2 separate regions of the Pan troglodytes genome follow, and region 1 is linked to region 2. Evidence: chromatin contacts called from public Hi-C data. All regions are on one chromosome and are shown on one strand. Each heading gives the region's core, a stretch centred on a gene start, on an enhancer-like site or on the middle of the called end of the contact. The rest is flanking DNA. Distances are from core to core; before and after follow the strand shown. Region 1 holds the start of RPRD2 (regulation of nuclear pre-mRNA domain containing 2). Region 2 overlaps ADAMTSL4 (ADAMTS like 4).

Region 1 (3,778 bases), core at 132-2,631, 200 kb before region 2:
CTAATGTAAACTATGGGCTTTGGGTGATAATGTGTCAGTGTAGGTTTGTCAGTTGTAACAGATGTATCGTTCTGGTGCGTGACATTGATAATGGGGGAGGGTATTCATGTGTGGGGGCAGGTGGTATATGGAATTCCTTGTGCTTTCCACACAATTGCCGTGAATCTAAAACTGCTCAAAAATAGTCTATAAAAAAGTGGGTCTTTGGCTAGAGTTACAGAAAAAAAAAAAATGTGGGGTCACGACCAGGCATGGTGGCTTGAGCTTATAATCCCAGCACTTCGGGAGGCTGAAAGCAGGAGGACTGCTTGAGGCTAGGAGTTTGAGACCAGCCTGGGCAACATAGGGAGACTCCCCCTCTCAAAAAAATGTTGTTGTTGTTTTGTTTTGTTTTGTTTTTTTAGCTAGGTGTGGTGGTGCAGGCCTGTAGTCCCAGCTACTTGAGCTGCTGAGGCAGGAGGACCACTTGAGTCTGGGGGATTGAGGCTGCTGTGCGATATGATAGTGCCACTGCACTCTAGCCTTGGCAGGGACAGAGCGAGACTGTGTTTTAGAGCCTTTGCACTTGCTGTTCCTAATGCCAGCATGTTCCGCTCCCCGTCTCGCATTATCTGCTTGGTTGCTTTTTTCTCAGTGTTCAGATCGAGTTATTTCTTTCGAGAAGACTTCCTGGTTCACCATACCACCATTCTTATACTGGCGCGTGCGTGCCGTGCACACGTACACACACGCGCGCGCACACACACACCCCTTTCTCCCTTACCCTGCTTCACCTTTTTACAGAATTTAATACTGTCTGAAATGTACTTGTTGGTGGTGTCCTGCCACTAAATCCCGGAGGGAACGGATTTTTGTCTGTTTTGCTCCCCATGATCTAAAACAGTACTTGGCACAAGAGGTTCAACAACTCGTTGAATTAATGAATAGTGGACATGAACTTGACAAAACAGGTTCCCTGCCTCAAGAGGCATGGCCGCAGTGAGGAGACGTTAAAAGAATTAAAATAAAACTGTATATGTTTAGTGGGAACACAGGAGCCTTTAAATTAGCTCAGAGGATTTACATAGATACCTGCGATAAAATGGTTCCTATAAGGTTCATATAATAGTTATGTAAGACTCTTGAAAACTGTAATGTATTATGCAATTTTAAGATTGTATCATAGCTGGCGAAAATGAGGTCACATCTTGCCATTCTTTTTTCGCCTCGAAAAATTTTATGAGGAAAATTTCCTTTAACTTCCTCATTTATTTCCTTTCCCTGTAACCTAAACGGTCAAGCGGCTGTGAATGTTATCTTCCATGGGCAGCAAGAAATACGGTTTGGTGTCGGAGTCTGCGTAGTGAATGGCTCACTGGATCTGGCGCATGCGCATCTTTTGTGGTGCTGCAAGATGGCTGCCAGCCATTTTGTCGCGCGTTGCTGCTCCGAGGAGTTGGGGGCGATGGCTGCAGCCCCTGAAGACTAACAGTGGTCTCAGTGGTGGGAATTTTCTGTCTCTGTTGTGTGAGCTGAACACACCCAAGAGCGCGGCCAAAAGCAGCAAAGGGCGGGGCAGGGGAACCCCCCCATCCGGCTAACCTTAGTTATACCAACTCCCTCACCCATCCCTCCCAGTTTTTCCTTCCATCCCGTTACACGCTGATCTTCTGCGCAGGCGCAAAAATAATCGTAGCTCCTCCTGGGCCCTGGGGGCTTCAGAGCTCCTGCGCGCGCTTGTGGTTCTCCACTCCTGATTGGTCAGGTTGCCCCGCCATCACGCCTCCCTCTGCTTTCAAGGTTGAGAAGGAAGCAGGGGTAGGGGGGGTGGGGCCAAGTGGCGCGTGCGCGATACTGTTGCTGCCCCTTTGCTGCTATTGCGTTGCAAAAAAAATCCTGACTAGGTAGCCTTGGACCTTTTCTGTGCTAGCGAGTCTAAAGGAAAGAAAGATTTCTGCAACTGAAGGGGCAGTCGGGTAGTATTACATTTAAGATATTAACGCCCGACCTGGCTCACAGGAGTGTGGGAACAGGGGCGGGGAAGGGCCTTAGCATTGAGAGCCGAAAAGTATAAAACGATTAGTTTCGGCGTCAGGCGTTTTGAAAGGCTTTGCAGGTCCTGTTTTCTGCGTAATTTTTCCGTGATTACTGACTGGTTTAAACACGACCCCTTGAACAATATTGATAAAACCTCCGAGACCCGCAGCCCCTCCTTGCAGCGTGTAGGAGCTGCCAGCGTGCCCAGCAGCTGGTGTTCCCGTCCGTACCTCCAGAAGAGCCCAGCGCGTGCACCATCCCCACCCCCTAGCCTCCCTCCCCACCTACGGCTTTCACGCACTCGCAGTGATTGTTTTGCCCGCTCCCGCCGCCGCCGCCGCCGCCGCCAGAGGAGCAGCAGCGCTTGTGCAAACCGGGAAGATGGCGGCCGGCGGCGGCGGAGGCAGCAGTAAGGCCTCCTCCTCGTCGGCCTCTTCGGCAGGGGCTCTGGAGTCCTCGTTGGATCGAAAATTCCAGTCGGTAACCAACACCATGGAGTCCATTCAAGGCTTGTCGTCTTGGTGTATAGAGAACAAAAAACACCACAGTACTATCGTCTATCATTGGATGAAGTGGCTCCGGAGATGTGAGTGTTGGGGGTGACTAGGGAAGGGAAGACTGGGGAAATGGAAGTGTGGCCTGAAACGCTTGGGGTTTTCCCACGGAGCCGCAGCATTTGGTTGGGGTTGTTCACATTAAAGGTTCGACCCCAGTGGTCCCAAACCCAGACTCCATTCCTAGCCAGGATTGTCCTGAATTGCAGGAGACTCATTTCTTGGGTTTTTTAGCCATTGAATTGTTGTGACCTTGGGCCGTTGGGCCCAGATCCATGGAGATTTACGTATATTGTTTTTAATATTTCAGAGCCTTGTAAGGTGTATTGATTTTTCCGAACCTTCGCGGAAATTGTAGCGTCTGTTTATTTCTTACAGGCCTTGACGTGTTAATGATTTCTGGCTTTCCTGATGGTAGGCGAGCTGTGGTTTTAAGCAGTAGTAAATCCAGTGATGTTTAATGAGGAGTGCCTTGTCTGGATGAATGTTTCTAAAACTTGTGATATGTAGTAAGGAGAGCCTTACCTGGATGAATGTTAAGAAGCAGCATGAGCTCTACATAGATCTGAGGCACCACCGGGTTTTCCCTGTACCTGTGTTTGCTGCAATAAAATACAGGTTTCTTGGATACTGACCAGAAACAACTGCGATACAGTAGTCAGTATCATCGTTAATACCTTCAAATATAAAGCGTGTCCAGTTCCTCTTTTTTTTTTGAGACGGAGTTTTGCTCTTGTCGCCCAGGCTGGAGTGCAGTGGCGCGATCTCGGCTCACTGCAACCTCCACCTCCCGGGTTCAAGCGATTCTCCTGTCTCAGCCTTGCGAGTAGTCGGGATTACAGGCGCCCGCCACCATGTCCGGCTAATTATTTGTATTTTTAGTAGAGACGGGGTTTCATCATTTTGGCCTGGCTGGTCTCGAACTCCCGACCTCAGGTGATCCACCTGCCTCGGCCTCCCAAAGTGCAGGGATTACAGACGTGAGCCCCCCGTGCCCGGCCCCGTTACTTTTTAATTACCTGAAATACCTTTTTACACAATTGAGTTGATCTCATGGGTAATGTGCACAGGAAATGTGCTTTTTGAATATGTAGTACCTTTTTCTCCAGTTATGTTTTTTTTGTCTTTATCCTGGAGATTTTTCCATTTTGCTGCTTTACTGCAGAAACGAGCTCTGTTAAAGCATGGATTGTTTGCAGAACGTTTCA
Region 2 (3,335 bases), core at 763-3,262:
AGGGGTCCGGGGCACCTTCACGGTTTTCTGTGCCACCATCGGTCACCCATTGATCGGCCCACTCTGAACCCCCTGGCTCTCCAGCCTGTCCCAGTCTCAGCAGGGATGTCCTCCAGGTGACAGAGGGTGGCAAGGTGACTGACAGAAAGTGACTTTCAGGGCTGTGGTCAGGCCCATGTGGTGGTGTGATGGGTGTGTGCACATATGCCTCAGGTGTGCTTTTGGGACTGCATGGATATGTGTGTGCTCAAACGTGTATCACTTTTCAAAAAGAGGTTACACAGACTGAGAAGGACACGACCTGTTTCCCTGAGACTTTCCTAGGTGGAGAGGAAAGCAAGTCTGCAGTTCCTTGCTAATCTGAGCTACTTAGAGTGTGGTCTCCCCACCAACTCCAGTTTTGTGCCCTAAGCCTCATTTCTCATGTTCAGACCTCACATCTTCTAAGCTGCCCTGTGTCTCTGACCCCTTCTCATTTGCCTAGTATCTCTGCCCCTGCCTCCCTAATTAGCTAGGGCTGGGGTCAGCCACTGCCAATCCTGCCTTACCCAGGAAGGCAGGAGGAAAGAGACTGCCTCTCCAGAGCAAGGCCCAGCTGGGCAGAGGGTGAAAAAGAGAAATGTGAGCATGCGCTCCCCCCCCAACCCCGCCCAGCCCCTAGCCCCACTCCCTGCCTCCTGATATGGTTCCCACCCAGAACTAATTTATTTTTTATTAAAGATGGTCATGACAAATGAGAAATGAGCTCTTCCTTGTCGGCTACGGACCCCTCAGCAGTGTGAAGGCAGAAGGTAGGGTGGGCAGGGGAACAGCATTAGAGCCCAGGAGAGTTTGGGTCAGAGAATCCCCGCCAGCCCCAGGCCCTGCAGGCTGGTCATGGGCCACTAGAGGTCACCAGTTCTCCCATTTTAGGTGTGGGGCGCTGGGTTCCAGAGCTGAAGGAAGGGCTGCGCGGCCGCGGTGCGCTTTTTGGTGGGTCGAGTCTCTCTGGGAAGTCTCCGGGTATCTGCGCCTTTCCGCTGGGGCCTGAGCGAAGGGCAGTTGGCTTGTCGAAGCTCTTTTTTCCTGTTCCCTTTCTCTAGCCCTGCCTTCTGTCTCTCTTTCTGCCGTACGCATTTCCCTACGCTCTGGGGCTTCTCCTGGGGTGGGGAAAGGGAAGGGATTCCTGCCCCGAGCCCTTCCCCTGGAGGAGGAGGAGCCCGGCCCGGCTCCGGGGCCCTGGGCGGGGCTGAGGGAGGAGCGGGGCAGCACTGGATGTCCTGCCAAAGCCACATTCCTTAGAGATGGCTCAGCCTGGCCTCCTTCCTCCTCCTACTCGCTTCTCTCAAGGTAGAGAACTTGCTAGAGGCGGCCTGAGAGGGGCAGGGCTTTGCCATCACATCCTCTCCCAGACCCCTGCCATTCGGAGACTGAGGCCGAGTCTCTCCTGGAAGCCGGGCTGCCCAGGAGGGGCGGTGCCGCAGGAGCGCCCCCGCTCGCGACTCCACAAGCCCAGCTGAGCACGGCCGGGAATACGGGGCCTGCGGAAACAGTGAACTCAGTGGCTGCTGTTTTCTGAGCACCTGAACCCTGTGGGGGACGACAGAGTTGCCCGAGGCGGCAGGATGTCCCCACACTCGCGGTCCCCCGCACATCTTCCTGTTGCTTTGGGACTCGGGCTTTCTCTGGGTTGAAAGTGGCCGAGAAGGAAGAATTTGGACATCTTAAGAGGAGAGCGAGTGGGGAAGGAGGCAAAAGGGAATGGAGAAGGAAGATAAAACTGACGTCAGCCCAGGGCAGGGAGCGAGGAAAGGGGGCCACAAGGAAAGCCCAGTTCCAACGTCTCTGCTGAGCCTAAAGAGGCCTCAGCAGGGAATCACAGATGTGGGGGGCCAGGGAAACGGGATCCGAGCCCGCCCAGTCGGTATAGAAGGCCGAAGGCAGAGTCCTGAGACCCAGGGAGGGGTGGGGTGGAGGCTGGGGCCCTCCCAGCGATTCCTGGAAGCCCAGAGCTGGGCGGTGCCGGCTCAGCTGACTTCCCCGAAGCTCCCCTCCCTCTGCTCAGGGCTGTTGCTGGGCAGGTTTGGCGTTTGCCCTGAGCCTGAGAACCAATCGCAGGTGGAGGTGCGGTCGCAGCCCCTCGCAGGGCTCCCCGGCTTCAGCACCCCATTTCTCTTTCTGCCCGCCCATGAGCTCCCTCTCGGCCTCCAGCCTCTGACCTCTCAGGAGGTGGGCTCTCATCTGGGGGTCTGCTCCCTTTCCCCTCTTATTTTAGAGCTAGGACTCAGTGCAGCCCCTAAGGATTCCTTCCTCTGGTCACTGAGGTCATTATGGGGTCAATGTGGAAGTTCTCAGGAAAGGGAACCCGACCCCAAGCAATCCCTTTTCTTGGCCCCGTAGAGGGGAGTAGTGTGGCCAGACACCTGTTCGCTGACCTCTGAAACCCTCTGGAGGGACTTGGGAGAGCAGAAGCTGCAGCCTGAGGGCAGAGGAATGTGGGGAGGGCCCCTGGGTTTGGTGCAGTAGTGGGAATTTAGGGAAGGACTCAGAGGAACTGGACCCCTGAGAATTGAGATGAGGGTGGGGTGGTGATAAGAACAAACTTGATATGCACAAGAGAGATCAAGCATGCAAAAGGCCTGCAAATTGTTGAGGATGCCTCCTTTCTGAGGGTGTGCTGGGGGAGGGGGTTGTGGTTTGAGTATCAGTGACACTAGGGGTGATCTGTGCTCTCACAAGTTCAGCTGGGTCAGGATTCCTCTCCCCTCCCCCTCCCAGCTTCCCCAGGGTAAATACCCACCCAATTTAAGTTGCAGCTTTTGGACTAAATTTAGCTCCTGGACTTCCCCAACCCCCAGGCCTCCCTGTAAGCAGGTGCTCACAGCTGCAGCGTGGGTCTGGTGGAGAGTTTGAACCTTCTCCTCACCTCCACTCATCCAGATTCCACCTTTCTGGTAACTAGGAGTGAAGCAGAGCACAGGAATCCAGTGGCTGGCCCAGGGCATAAGTGTCTCAGCCTTAAGCCACCTTCTCCCAGGAAACCTGTAAGAAAAGAGCTCTGGTGGAAGACTCTAGATGGACATGGAGGGTGGGGGGGTGTAGAGAGAACAAGATGCCAGGAGAGCCTCCCTCCAGATTCTCTCCAGCCAGACCCTCTCTCATTCCTTGCTCTCCCCTTGTCCCCAGGTTTACAAATAGAGACTTCATGTTAGCATCTTCCCCACCAGAGTAAACTGACCCAGGAAGCCCTCTCCTCTCTTTGAACCATGGAGAATCATGCTACCGTAGAAATTATGGTTTGGGGAGGTGTGTGTTTCAAGTAGAGGTGGTTTGCCACAGGTAGGTGATGAAGAGCT

The links. A called contact is a pair of places that touch in the nucleus more often than the background predicts.
Region 1: a contact with region 2 is called in a Hi-C map of stem cell-derived neural progenitor cells, with 2.3 times the contacts expected there. The contact joins the promoter of RPRD2 here to the enhancer-like site in region 2. A contact is called at or near these places in 1 of 7 Hi-C or Micro-C datasets (stem cell-derived neural progenitor cells) and 1 of 1 datasets of contacts at active chromatin or transcription factors (stem cell-derived excitatory neurons).

Annotation. Positions count from the first base shown.
Region 1 is chr1:98,855,653-98,859,430 of NHGRI_mPanTro3-v2.0_pri, reverse strand. It overlaps RPRD2 (regulation of nuclear pre-mRNA domain containing 2), which reads left to right and starts at 1,381. Exons shown (of 9, transcript XM_054670502.2): 1 at 1,381-2,602. The coding sequence starts at 2,398.
Region 2 is chr1:98,658,853-98,662,187 of NHGRI_mPanTro3-v2.0_pri, reverse strand. It overlaps ADAMTSL4 (ADAMTS like 4), which reads left to right. Exons shown (of 19, transcript XM_009430718.5): 18 at 1-791. Among named protein-coding and RNA genes, the nearest start is that of ADAMTSL4, 13 kb to the left of the region's middle. Within about 2 kb of position 2,012, at least 18 of the 24 cell types and tissues checked have an H3K27ac peak or open chromatin away from gene starts, as enhancers often do. A contact at or near this core is called in stem cell-derived excitatory neurons and stem cell-derived neural progenitor cells, where this site is marked.